Regions from separate parts of the Mus musculus genome. Here all the other regions are linked to region 2. A link is a contact called in public HiChIP or PLAC-seq and Micro-C data. All regions are on one chromosome and are shown on one strand. Each heading gives the region's core, a stretch centred on a gene start, on an enhancer-like site or on the middle of the called end of the contact. The rest is flanking DNA. Distances are from core to core; before and after follow the strand shown. Region 1 has its middle 66 kb from the start of Gm26144. Region 2 holds the start of Klf4 (Kruppel-like factor 4 (gut)). Region 3 has its middle 55 kb from the start of Gm34628.

Region 1 (4,326 bases), core at 242-2,741, 1.1 Mb after region 2:
GCACCTATGTTATAATAATTACATCACCTGATTCTGAGGCTCAAGTTTAGAAAACACTACCAAAGGTGGTCTTCTCTTTAACCATCCATTCCATTAACTCATTCAACAAATATTTATTGAGCATCTACTCCCTAATAGCTTTGCCACCAGATGACAGGCATACAGGACTGAATAAAAGTGGCACTGGTTTTTGTCCATGCAGACATGGGATTTGGTGACCACTTTTGAACATAAACCCACAAAGGAGTTTTAAACATATCCTTATTCCTGGCAAGTAGGAGAGTATAGAGTCCCACAACCCTGCACAGCATTTAGTAAACCTTGGGATTACTCTGGGTGACAAAACAACAGAAACGGAGTGAGGATTGCGTGACGTCACCCTACATTTTCACAGTCCCTTAGACCACCCTAGCACACTTTGCCCACTTGTTTATTTACATTGCCATTTTTCCCAACCAAAATCCGGAGCTCCTTGAGACCAGGCTTTCCAAGGCTCAGCCTGGCACCTGTGGCTTACTCAGTAGTTGCTGAATGAAGGCAAGAAGGGTTAAACCCCAAATAGCCTGATAGCTTACCCAGTGCTCTTAGAGACCGTAGAATGTCTGAGACAACCCTGGCCTGGGGAAAGGGTCCTTGTCTGTCCACAGCCCATGTCAGCAGAACATCTACAAGCAGAAGCCTAGGTGACTTCCCAGTTTCCCTCAAGGAAGTTGCCTCTCTCCGGAAGTCCTGCCCTATGGGTTGGAGGAGGGCAGGAGAAATTGCAATGGAAGGACAAGAGCTTCTGTCTGGGGCTTGGGGACATACAGGGTAGTGCTAGCCCCTCCCCAGGAACATTGCCCAGATGATATTAGCAATAAGCAACCCAGAGTTTTCTCAACTGGAAACCCCAGGACAGCCTGAAAGGGGCAGGTTTGGCCTGGTTTAGACACTGGCTGGACTTTAGCCAGACTATGTGCTTACTTGGGAAGGAAAAGCCTAAAGCATGAAAAAGCATTCTGCATGCTGAAAGCACGTTACCCAAGAGCAACATCGAAATGAGGGTTTCAGGTCACATTTCAACTTTCAAGGAATTAAACCCCTGCTGAGTCTGTCTATAGCGTTTGTATTTTGTTTGGTGACTTGCATTTAAAAACACCGTTTGTGGAAGAGGGAGTTTGGAGATAAAATGAAAGTGAGGACACTCAGGGGCTATAGGAAGGCCCTAAGAAAAGGAGGAGTAAGGGGGGGGGGGAGAATAAGAGGAGAGAGGAAGAGAAAGAGTAGGAGACTCAAGAACAACAATGCAGGGAAGAGGAGGAGGAATAGAGGAGGACCTGGAACAGGAGAAGGAGAATTAAGAGGAGGAAGAGGGGAATGGAGGAAGAGAGAGGGGGAGGAGCAGGAAGAGGAGGAAGGCTTGGAAGGGCTTCACATGTGAGACACCAGTGAGCACCTCCTGATGAACAAGCTTTTCCGCTTGTGTCCCAAAAGAATATCCCAGGAGGCAACGACAGCTGATACCCCAGAAGCCAGAAGCTGATGTCAGCTCAACTGGCAGCTTGCCTGTGACAGTGCCCGAGCAAGACTGACTCTTGCCCTTGGTTTTCAAAAGCCTCTTAGACAAAGCACAGATAAATAATTTAGGGGCTCATAGCCTGTGCATGAAGGGAAGAGGAACGGGGGAAGATGAGCACCCCAGCTCAGCTACCTACCTGTTGCTACCCAGGGTAGGAACCACACAGCAGAAGCAATTCTTTGGGAAGCCATGACGCCACTAAAGGCTCAGGCTTCTCCTCGCAAGGTGACTTGGGGCTCTGGAAATAGGTCTGGACTTATGAGAGGGCAGGGAACCTTCCAGAAATTCATTAGGTATTCTGAACAAGAGGAAGTACCAGGAAATAAAAGCAGAAAGTTCCTTGGAGGTCAGATCATGATCAGTCCACTGCTTGCTTAAGTCAGACACCCTTTAGCCTTTGAGGTCAGGAACGTTTGTGAATCTGAACAAGGATTCCCTCCTAGAAAACTCTATCTCTGTCCTTCTCTGTGTGTGCCTTTCTCTCTCTCTCTCTCTCTCTCACTGAATCAATGCTTTCAGATCCCTGGATATGTGTCCATACTCTAAACAGAAATAAAATATGCCAGACACAGAAACAGAAATGCCACATGATCCTGCTTACATGAGGAACTTATGAAATCAAATACAGATATGCAGACACAGAGAGGATGATAGTGATCACACAAGTGGAAAATGGAGTCACATGTTAGTCAAAAGTCAATGTTGCATGAATGCAAGATGGGTGAATATAGGGCTCTAACATCGAGCAATATGACAGTGATAGTTTTCTACACTGGAAATTTGCTTTTTTTTAAAAAAGTAGGATTTTGGAGGTTGAACCTCAAAAATAAATGGTTAGAGATAGATGTGTTACATAGCTTGAGTATAGGAGTCAACTCACAGTGTATATGTATGTCAAAGCATCATGTCCCATACCCCAATGTTTTTAAGAAAAGTGCCAGGGGAAGAGAAGGTAGGAGTCTTCATTTGAAGCCAAACAGACTTTGACATGAGACCCTGCTCAGGCTCTTATTAACTGTCTGAAGTTAGGCTAGTTGGATCATGGCTGAATGGATAACAGTACTATAGACTGCAATCCCTGTCTGAAATATCTGGGACCAGAAGTATTCAGGAGTTTGGACTTTTCCATGTTTAGGAATATTTGCATATATACTGAGATGTCTTGGGGACGGGACCAATTATTAAATAAAGTTCATTTTGCTGTGCATATACTTTGCAGACATGGTCTGCATGTGATCTTATACAGTGTTCATGGGCATTCGTGAGCAGGTGTGGAATCTCCAACTTGGTTTATCATGTCTGCATTCAAAGGTTTGGGTTTTAGAACACTTCATCGGGGTTTTCAGATCAAGAATTCATAGCCCTTTTGCCCCCACCTCCCAAGACTGTAGAAAAGATTGAGTGTCTTGCAGGAATAAATGGCACAGATCACAAAGCTTGTGGCAAGCACCTGGTGAAGACATGTGAAGAAACTCAGCTCTGGTGGGTACAGCTAAGAGGAGAGGAACCTTGGCCATCACCACAGGCAGCAAGGGATCCTGGTGACACAGACAATGGCTGTGATATAAACATGGAAGGCATGAGACATGACTTCTTTTCAACATCCATGGCACCTGAGCCTTGTGGAGCCAGAAATTCGTGATTGGAGAATGACCAAGAAAGTGGCTCATCTATAGTGTTTTCAAACAGATCAGACAACCAGCTTACGCATAAGTTTTAAATTTGGCAGCCATCAGCCTATTCTTCAGGTTGTGAAAGCAATATTCAAATGGCTGATGAGGCAGATTCCCAATAGGATGATAAAAGCCTCCATTGAAGATGCCGACCAGAGATACAGCATGGCCACTTCATCCTGGTTTAGTCAGAGGGAAGGTCAGAGATCATTTGAGGTCACTCTGTTTACAGAACATGTTTCTAAATGCTGGGACACGGTAGGCACTTAGTAGCCTCATATTTGATTGGCAAACAAATGAACTAAGAGTCACCATTGGACTCTGCAAAGGGATAGAGAAAATATTTAAAATATAGCATCTGGGCCTTTGTAGTTACCCCATTGCTCCCATTCTGAGATGTTTAGAGGATACCAGGACTAGACATATCCTCAAACACAGTCCTTGCTACAGACTGAGTTGTGCCCCCCACCTTCGAATCCATATGTTGAAGTCCTAATCCGCAGTCTCTCAACTTGACCTGGTTTGAAGGTAGGTTTGTAGATAATCAAGTTACCAAGAGGTCTCTAGGGGAAACTCTATCTAATATAACCAATGTCTTCAGAATGGGGAAGATTTAAAAATAAACACGCATCCAGATAGAATGCTACAGAGAGATGAAGGCAAAGATGGGTGAGTTTAATGCTCCTGCAAGACAAGGCCCCTGAGAAGTTGCATGGAACACCAGGAGCTAGACTGAGGACACAGAATAGCTTTCTCCTATGTCCCCTGGAAGAGACCAACCCTACTGCTGCCATACTGTTCTCATCCTCCATGAGTGTGAGACAGGAAATTTCCCTTCTGCAAGCCACCTTACTTAAGACACTTTGTCATGGTCACTAAGGATAACTCATTTAAGATGCTCTTGCCTACACACCCATTGGCTCTGGAGAACATGGGAAATTAATATGACTTTTACTGAGGAATATGTCTTTTTAAGATGATCATAACGGGGCTTTGAGAGAGGGAAGTGTAGGGGATCCAACTTGGGGTGACTTGGATACTAGGTAAGACTCTACCACTGATGTGCATCCTCAGGTCCAGGGCGCAGAACTTACT
Region 2 (4,376 bases), core at 1,033-3,532:
GTGTTGGGCCGGTGGCCGTTGCTGAGCTGGGGTCCAGCGCTCAAATGGGCCTCTAGGGACCGGCTGACCGTGCAGGACGGGACCGCCTCTTGCTTAATCTTGGGGCACATGCGCGGCGGGCCACCGCTGTAGGGCGCCACTACCACGGGGTGGCTGCCGTCTGGGCTTCCTTTGCTAACACTGATGACCGAAGGGCTGCTGTACTCGCTGCCAGGGGTGGTCAGAGACGCCTTCAGCACAAACTTGCCCATCAGCCCGCCACCTGGCGGCTGAGGCTGCTGTGGCGGAATGTATACTGGGTCCAACTCCGGCCGCAGGAGCTCAGCCACGAAGCCGCCCGAGGGGCTCACGTCATTGATGTCCGCCAGGTTGAAGGGGGCCGTGGGAGGTGGCGCAGATTCTCGGCTGTAGAGGAGCCCTCCACCTGTGTTGCTGGCAGCCACGCCCGGGTCACCCCCGGCCCGGATCGGATAGCTGAAGCTGCAGGTGGAGGGCGCGCTGGCAGGGCCGCTGCTCGCCGGGGAAGACGAGGATGAAGCTGACGCCGAGGTGGTCACGGTGGCGGCCACCGATTCCTGGTGGGTTAGCGAGTTGGAAAGGATAAAGTCTAGGTCCAGGAGGTCGTTGAACTCCTCGGTCTCCCTCCGGGCTAGGAGGGCCGGGTTGTTACTGCTGCAAGCTGCACCAGCTCCGCCACTCTCCAGGTCTGTGGCCACCGTCGCCGCCAGGTCGTAGGGGCGGCCGGGAAGTGGGGGAAGTCGCTTCATGTGAGAGAGTTCCTCACGCCAACGCTGCAAGAACAGGGAGGGAGAGAGAAACTGTTAATTGTAGCACCCTGTTGCCACCCCTAATATTGACTTGTTGGGTGAAGCACACCAACACCCTGCTATAGGAACTGGACAGAACAGGAAGGCAGCCTCGGGGACTCCAGGGGCCACACTGCAATCTCAGCTAACACCAAGGTAAGAGGTGGCGCGTTCGTTCTCCTGCAAGCTAGTGCCGTCGCTCCACCAGCCCAGTCCTCTTCCCCGCCAGATCCGCGGGACGCTCCAGCCGCCCACGGAATTGGGACACTGGGACACGGTGGCTTTCTCCCCATGCACCATAGCCACCGGGTCGCCCACGCGCTACGATCACTCCGGCCCAAAGGGTCTCGAGACTTGTCCACCTAAAATATAGTGGACTGAGTGCGCCCACCCCACGGTCCGGACGCCCGAAGACTAGTGGGGAACCGCTGTGCGCCCCTGGCGGTACCGCAGTGCCGGGACCACACGCACTTAAGGCCGACTCAAGGGCCGAGGAGCCACCTCGGAAGGCTGTAGAGTTCCAATGGAGGGCAATCCTTGTCCTAACCAAGGACTCTTGGTGACCCCCGGATTCCGCCCATACACCCCACCCCATCTGCAGAAATCTACAGGGCACTAGCGCGACACTCACGTTAGTCGGGGCACCTGCTGGACGCAGTGTCTTCTCCCTTCCCGCCGGGCCGGACGCGAACGTGGAGAAGGACGGGAGCAGAGCGTCGCTGACAGCCATGTCAGACTCGCCAGGTGGCTGCCTGCGGGCCGGGCGGGGCGCACAGGGACCAGGAGTCAGGGGACACCCTGGCCACTGCTCCGAAGCTTCCCTCCAATCCTCACCCCTTTCTGTTCCCAAGTCCAACATCTCACCTACCTCATTAATGTGGGGGCCCAGAAGGTCCTCCGGAGTCCGAAGAAGAGAGAGGGGTACCTGAGCCCCAAAGTCAACGAAGATTAAAAACTTTAGAAACAAAACCTCAAACCAAAACCCCCAGATTGCCCGAGATCCTTCTTCTTTGGATTCAATATAAACCGGCGATGTCTTTAAAAAAGTTCCTTTGTATACAAAAATTCTTAGAAAAGTTGTAAACTCTTATAAAAATAGACAATCAGCAAGGCAGATAAGTAGGTCCGATGGCCAGGCTGCACGCTCTTGGACTCAGCAGTGTCCCCCACCGTTGTCGCGGCCACTGTGGCTGTCGGCGGCGCGGGGGCTGTGGTCCGGGCGGTGGGCGGGCGGCGCCGCCAGGTGAGAATGGCCGCGGTGGCGCGGAACTGCGAGCTGGGCGGTGGCGCGGGGTGCGGAGTCCTGGGGACTGTGCCGGGTGCGCGCGGCCATGGGCGCGGGTCACGGGCGGGTTGCTGGGTGGGGGGCTGGAGGGGCGGGGAGGGGCACTCGGCGGCTCCGGGTGCCGCCGCCGCCCGCCACCGCCTCTGCTCCCCGCGCGCCCGGAGCCGCGCTCGCTCTCTTGGCCGGGGAACTGCCGGCGGCCGCCGCGCGCTTCTTACTTATAACTTCTCGCTCGCTTGCTCCCCGCCTCCTCCCTGTGGCGGCGCGCGGGGCTCCGCCGCCAGGCCCCGCCCCCTGCCTTTCTTCTCCCCGCCTTCCCGCAGCCCCCACTGCGCGTTGCCATGGTAGCTAAATAAACAAACTCCGCGCACGTGGGGGCGGGGGCGAGGGAGGGGCGCGGGCGGGGCGGGGCCAGGCCGTGACGCCAGCCAGGCAGCTGGCGGGCTGGAGCCGTGCTGACGCCGGCGGCGGTGGCGGCGACGGCGGCTCCGGCGCTGGGAGTACGGCGTGGCTCCCGTGGCCGCGCTACTCGGGGTCCTCTGGGCGGCCACGGTCGGTTCCCTGGGCTCGAAAGTCCTGCCACGGGAACCCTGGCGGGGGACAGGAGGTTGGGGGTGTGTGTGTGTGGGGGGGAAGAGGCGGCGCGCCCCTACCCCTGCTCGCGTACGCGCTTGTCCTGTCGTCTGCGCACTCGAGAGCGCGATTATCCGCGTGACTCATCCAGCCCGCCCTCTCTCGCATACGCACGCAGACGCCGGGCCGTGTCGGCGCAGGGCCTGGCCTGGCGCGGGTGCCAGTGGGGCCTCCCGTAGGGTGGGGGTGAGGGCCGGGTGATTGGGGGGGGGCGCTAGGAATCTCAGAAGCTAGGAGAAGGGGTTCCGCGCCTGCTATGAAAGAGAGCGGCCGGGATTGGGCACGTAGTCATCTTGATAATGGAAGGAACAAGGAAGGCGTTCCAGATTTACATTGGGGGTGGGGGAGTGGGAACGCGGAGAGGGACCGAGGCGCGGAGATACCTTTCACCAGGGATCTCAAAGCTCTTTACAAGCTACGCACTCGCACTCTTCATTTTGAAGATGAGAAGTGAGTCATAAAGAGGTGAAGCGGCGAGGTAAAGGTCATAGGACAACTCGCTCCCATCAACTTAGGTTCTGAGCTAGCCAACCCACTCAAAGGGACTTCACTGGGAGGTGATCCTGCGCTGGGAAGAGGAGCGCTGCAATGGGACCCTAGTGCTCCAAAGTGGCACCTCAGGCCCTTGCCTACCGGGAGGGGAAAAGGCAGTCTTTGTTTTAGTCTTATTACTCCTTTTCCCATTCCCCACTACCCTCAGTAATTTTCCAGCCGGGAAAGGTTTTCGCCCTCATCTCTACCAAGTACTTAAAACAAAACAAAAACCGTGAGTGTGGTGTTCAGTATAACTCGCTAAACTAGGTTTACTTTTTTTTTTTTTTTAAGGCTAGGTGTTTATTTTGGATTGGGGAGCAGAGTTGGGCTCCGCCGCCCTCATGGTTGAACCCTGGCGGAGACAGCTGAGGGCGGGGACTGAAGAAAGGCACTCGGGAAAGGGGGTCGATGCTCCAGCATAGGCAGCGTGTGCACTCGCTCCTCTCGGGGCGTCGGTGCCACGTCCTCTGTCGTTTCACCTGTTTGAGTCCCGGAATCCTTGGGACCTATATTAGTTTTCTTCGGAATATTTGTCATCCTGAATTTTCCACTTCTGGCCGACCACAGAAGCGCTCTTGGAATGCATCTCTTCCCAATGAAGTGGGGCTGCCCAGTCAGTCTGTCAAAGGCAGGGCTCGAGCTGGGAGCCTTTGAGGAAGGACTTTTCATCCTTTCTCTTGGTTTTGGCAGAGGACTAGGCGCGCTAAGGGGTGGGGAAGAGCCCGACTTCGCCTGGAAAGTGGCGCTCCCCCTTCACGTGACCTCGAGGGGTTCATCCCCATTCCCTTGGAACTAGGCCAGTTTAACTCTGAAAATATTACTCGTTCAAACAAAGGAACAACAAAAAGAACACCTGTTCCCACCCCTTCGCCCCCATTGTGGTGTCAAGAAAGAAAGAAAAAAATTCTGGCTTGGAAAGCTAGGATTGAGCATTACTTTGTAAAGTGAGCCACTTTAAGGCCAAGGTCTCAAACCCTCGATGAACTTAGATGAGGATGTAAACACATAAAGTCAGTCAGGGCCCTAAACTCTTTCAGCTCGGTGGTTTTTATTTACCTAGGACAGTAGTCCCTCCCCCCTCTTGACCATCTAACCAGTAACCACCACAATGAAAAAAG
Region 3 (4,158 bases), core at 597-3,096, 1.0 Mb after region 2:
GTTTGAAAGGTCAGCACTTTACTTGAGACTGAACCATCCCAAGGATCATTTTCTATTCTTCATAGACTGGAAATCAGAATGACTGAACAAGGACTATATTTTTCCTAAGTCGAAAGCAGAGTTAAAATCCTACATTTTGAAAATTCTAACGTTTAAAGAAAAATATTAGAAACCCCACAAAGAGGGAAGGTGGAGCATCTGTGGAATAAATCAGCTCAGCACTGGGCATGCCGGAGTGATAAGTGCTAACACTAAGCAAAGAGCAACCTTCAAATCCCCATTCCACAGCTCATGGCTGTGAGAACAGCAAGTGCACAGGCTCCGCACACAGCTGAGGGGAGAAGAAGCCTGCTCACCCTTGGATGTGGTAATAATGACGATATATGAGTGATGGAGTGATGGCATCCACTGGGTCTTAAAACGACATTTGATGGACTTTGTATATAATTAGTGATGTCTGTGGAAAGCTGCAGGATGCTTTATTCTAAAAGAAGATACAATTCAGGCATGGAAGATGGTGCCTCTAATCCCTGCACTGGGGAGGCTCAAGCAGGAGAAGAACAAGTTTGAAGAAAGCTGGGGCTATATAATGGGACTTTGTTTAAATAAATCATACATGTATGCATACACACACACAGGATATGGTTGTCAAAAATGTAATTAAACCTGAGTCCCCTTATCCCTAAACAGGACATGGCAACATTTTCCATCCCATAAAGATAGAGTTTTTCAATTTAATCCAAATTTAGGAAGTAGCTACTTGAAATACAGAGAGAGACTAGTAGATTTCGTGTACAAATGCCATGGCACCTTTGGTAGGGGAAGGAAGGGGATGGTGATGAGAACAGAAATTGATTCTAAATTAAGAGAGTCCCTAATTAAAGTTATATCATTAAGCACCTGATCTCTTTCTTTGCAGGACCACAAAATATTCCTGTGTGAGAATTTCTCACCAGCCCATCAGGCACCTTTAGAGGTAGGAAAACAGAAAAGGGTGTTATTCTTCTTTGTATGTAAGGTGAGCCTGGTCCAGCTACAAATTGAGATGGACTTTGACCCTTCACCCAACTTCTCCAGCTAGTTCCAATCTGAACATTGTGGTGAAAATATGACCTTAAGTGACCCCCACCAGCCTCTGAGGTCACTAAACTAGCTCTATGGCATCTCTGGAAATGCAGAGTTGCACCAAAAGCCCATTGACTGGTGCCAGCTGCACACTGAGCCCAGAGCTGGCCTCCAGGACAGCAAGGTGTATAGACTTTGATGATCTGCCCACGAACTCTATGGAAGTCAGAAAGATAACCAAGGAAAATTCCATGAGGAATGTTCCAGAACTGATTCCACCTGGGCAGTTTGGAAATCATGTAACAGAAAAGGTTCTCTTTTGAGAGTTCACCAAATAAGGAAATGGATAAGGGAAAGCCGGGTCACAGGAACGTCATAAGCAAAGTAGGGCCAAGGAGTATAGGAAGCTATTCAGTGTCATGCTCAGAAACATAAGTGGTCTGGAGGCAGGAATTGTGAAAGGTGATGCTCGGGAAATGAGCAGGAGCCAAGTCATGAAGGGATGCTCTGTGTGCCAAAGGAAGAGGTCTGGCCTCTGTCCAGCAGCTACGGACCAGCCACCGAGAGCTTTGAAATTCCGAAGTGACGTGGTCAGACTCACCCTCCGATCATTCCCTCTAGGGCACTAAGAAGCAGATGGTCTGAGCAGAGAGCGAAGGCTGGGAGGTGAATTGTAAAGAGTTTTATTGCTATTTTTATGTACAGCCTCTGTTCTAAAAGAAACAATAGAGGGTTAAGTCATGGGGCCCCATAATGGGGCATGTGGGCCAAGGTGCAGGCTGTCTGGCACTGGATACATGGACACATGTTGGTGAGTCGGGTCACGGTGATGAGTAAGAGGCAACTAAGAGAAGGAAGACACAACAAAAACCCCAGGATTGTATGACCCTGGGCAGCTCAGTGACCCTCACACAGCCACAGAGTCCTCACGCATGTGGTGGCAGTCACCTGGCCAGCGTGCTTGTGAGTCAGAGGCACACAAAGTCCCTGGCAGAACGTGAGACCTAGAGCAGGTCCTCCATAGGGGTAGCCACCACCATAGAAGTGGAAACGCTTCCTTCTGCCAAGAATGCTCTCAGCACTCAGAAAGGATCCATTCACGGAGACAGAGGCTTCCTGCACTGAGTAACCAAAGCAAACAAGAGCAATAGGGACGGAGCCTGAGTTACTACCTACAGGGGAGGTTCAGGTGTCCCTCTGATGGAAAGCAAAACCCAGCTCAAGTCAAACAAGCCTGTACACACCGATCAGAGCTATGTGTTCTCAGCAGCCCTGGGCACAGTCCCACAGAACCTGGTTTGACAAGCTGCACTGGCCTGATGCCCAGGTCCAGATCAAACCTAGGAGGCCTGAAGCTGCTTTGATAATCAATCTCTCTCTCTCTCTATATATATATATATATATATATATATATATATATATATACACACACACACACACACACACACGCACGCACGCACGCACGCACGCACGCACACACCTGTTTATCTCCTCTCTCACTCAGAGGGTCAATCATTGCTAAGTAGTACCCATGTCCCTGTGGCTCTAAGCTCTGAGTGCAGATTCCCGAATTGGAGCAACTAGCTCACCAGTCAGAAACAAGCCTGGCTCCTCAGTTAGCACTCTCAGAGGTAGAGTTACTCACACTCACGGGTCAGACAAGGATGAAGAAACCCACCCTAAAGCACTTGCATGGAAAGCAAAGAGCCCATGGATGAAGACATTGCTTCACCCAAGCTAGCTACTCTCCCTCATCCATCTCCTGACTCACATCCTCCCCACTGCAAACACTCCAGAAATACCCTCAGCCCCTAAGAGATACTGTCTCCTTCTGATAACATTGTATATTTCTCAGTGGACCCCACAGCCACGGCTGTTTCTCAACTGTGACTCACCTTTGAGCTCTGAAAAGACTTCATGTCTTCCTCATGAGGCTGAGATGTGGGTCCCTAAAAGTCACTAGTGACCTTTGCAAATGCAGAAAAATTCTCATCCACCCTCAGGATTATCCAACTCTAGTCTCCTCCGCACCTAGGAAGCTGCCTTTTCTCCTAGCTCCCCATGCTACAACGTATACCTCTTCTTCTGTCCACCTCTGGGTGTAAGCTTTCTGGAACTTTCTTCCTAGAGCCTCTTCTCTTTCCATAATCCTCTTCCTGAGAAATGCCACAGATAACCCCTTAATCCAGTAGTTCTTCAACCTTCCTAATGCTGTGACCCTTTAATACAGTTCCTCATGTTGTGGTGACCCATCCATAAAATTACCATATTGCAACTTCACAACTGTAATTCTGCTGCTGTTATGAACATTAATGTAAATATCTGATATGTGACCCCCTGTGGGGGTTGTGACCACAGGATGAAAACCACAGTCTTAACCCCTTAAGATTCTAGTTTTCTTACTTTGTCCAGGTCTGTGTTGATGTCTGTGGCCTGTGTTGCCACTGAATGAGAGGCCGATGTCTGTGGTTTATGATGCAGCTGGAAGCCATGCCAATGTCCGTGACCCCAGCTGCAATGGAGGGCTTGATCCAGGTCCATAGCCGCACTGCATGTTCTGTTTGTGGTCTGTTCTGATGCCAGAAACCATGTAGAAGCCCATGATCCCTGCTCCCATAGTCCATCAAAGGTAAATGCTCTTCTTAAGTGGAAAATCTTCTTCAGAGCGGTTATGTAAAGCGCACCCAAGCCTGCTGAAATGTACAGGAGAGGCACCCACGACCTTAATTCCCCATTCTTTTTTTTTTTTTTTTGAGACAGTGTTTCCCTGGCTGTCCTGGAACTCACTTTGTAGACCAGGCTGGCCTCGAACTCAGAAATCTGCCTGTCTCTGCCTCCCTAGTGTTGGGATTAAAGGCATGCGCCACCATGCCCGGCTCTGTTCAACTATTCCTGCTTGTTTCTCTGCATCAAACAAGAAGTCTTCTTGCTATAGGGGACATGTCACAAAGATACTCCATCAATATTTTTATACCAGTTGACCTTGTTATTATCTGATATCCAGTCAGAAAAATAAATCAGCCTGTTTAATACAGAAGTTATTTAATATAAACAGTTGATTCCCGAGGTAACAGTGGCACTGGAGTCCTTCAG

The links. A called contact is a pair of places that touch in the nucleus more often than the background predicts. HiChIP or PLAC-seq counts read pairs in DNA pulled down with a chosen protein or histone mark.
Region 1: a contact with region 2 is called in a Micro-C map of the HL-1 cell line, with 2.9 times the contacts expected there. The contact joins the enhancer-like site here to the promoter of Klf4 in region 2. A contact is called at or near these places in 10 of 39 promoter capture datasets (the 3T3-L1 cell line, 3T3-L1-derived adipocytes, cranial neural crest and 4 more), 11 of 484 Hi-C or Micro-C datasets (the HL-1 cell line, cerebral cortex, colorectal tumor organoids and 6 more), 8 of 115 datasets of contacts at active chromatin or transcription factors (the NIH/3T3 cell line, a colorectal cancer cell line, embryonic forebrain and 5 more) and 2 of 9 other capture datasets (adipose tissue and embryonic stem cells).
Region 3: a contact with region 2 is called in a FOXA1 HiChIP or PLAC-seq map of pancreatic cancer cells. The contact joins the enhancer-like site here to the promoter of Klf4 in region 2. A contact is called at or near these places in 3 of 39 promoter capture datasets (cranial neural crest, embryonic stem cells and maxillary cranial neural crest) and 9 of 115 datasets of contacts at active chromatin or transcription factors (the NIH/3T3 cell line, cardiomyocytes, embryonic basal ganglia and 6 more).

Annotation. Positions count from the first base shown.
Region 1 is chr4:56,611,005-56,615,330 of GRCm38.p6, forward strand. No RefSeq gene overlaps it. Among named protein-coding and RNA genes, the nearest start is that of Gm26144, 66 kb to the right of the region's middle. Within about 2 kb of position 1,492, at least 19 of the 459 cell types and tissues checked have an H3K27ac peak or open chromatin away from gene starts, as enhancers often do. A contact at or near this core is called in the HL-1 cell line and muscle stem cells, where this site is marked.
Region 2 is chr4:55,530,193-55,534,568 of GRCm38.p6, forward strand. Klf4 (Kruppel-like factor 4 (gut)) reads right to left here and starts at 2,283. Exons shown (of 5, transcript NM_010637.3): 1 at 1,675-2,283; 2 at 1,438-1,558; 3 at 1-791. The coding sequence starts at 1,679. Gm12506 (a long non-coding RNA gene) reads left to right here and starts at 2,518. Exons shown (of 5, transcript XR_390585.4): 1 at 2,518-4,376.
Region 3 is chr4:56,531,500-56,535,657 of GRCm38.p6, forward strand. No RefSeq gene overlaps it. Among named protein-coding and RNA genes, the nearest start is that of Gm34628, 55 kb to the left of the region's middle. Within about 2 kb of position 1,847, at least 71 of the 459 cell types and tissues checked have an H3K27ac peak or open chromatin away from gene starts, as enhancers often do. A contact at or near this core is called in the NIH/3T3 cell line and pancreatic cancer cells, where this site is marked.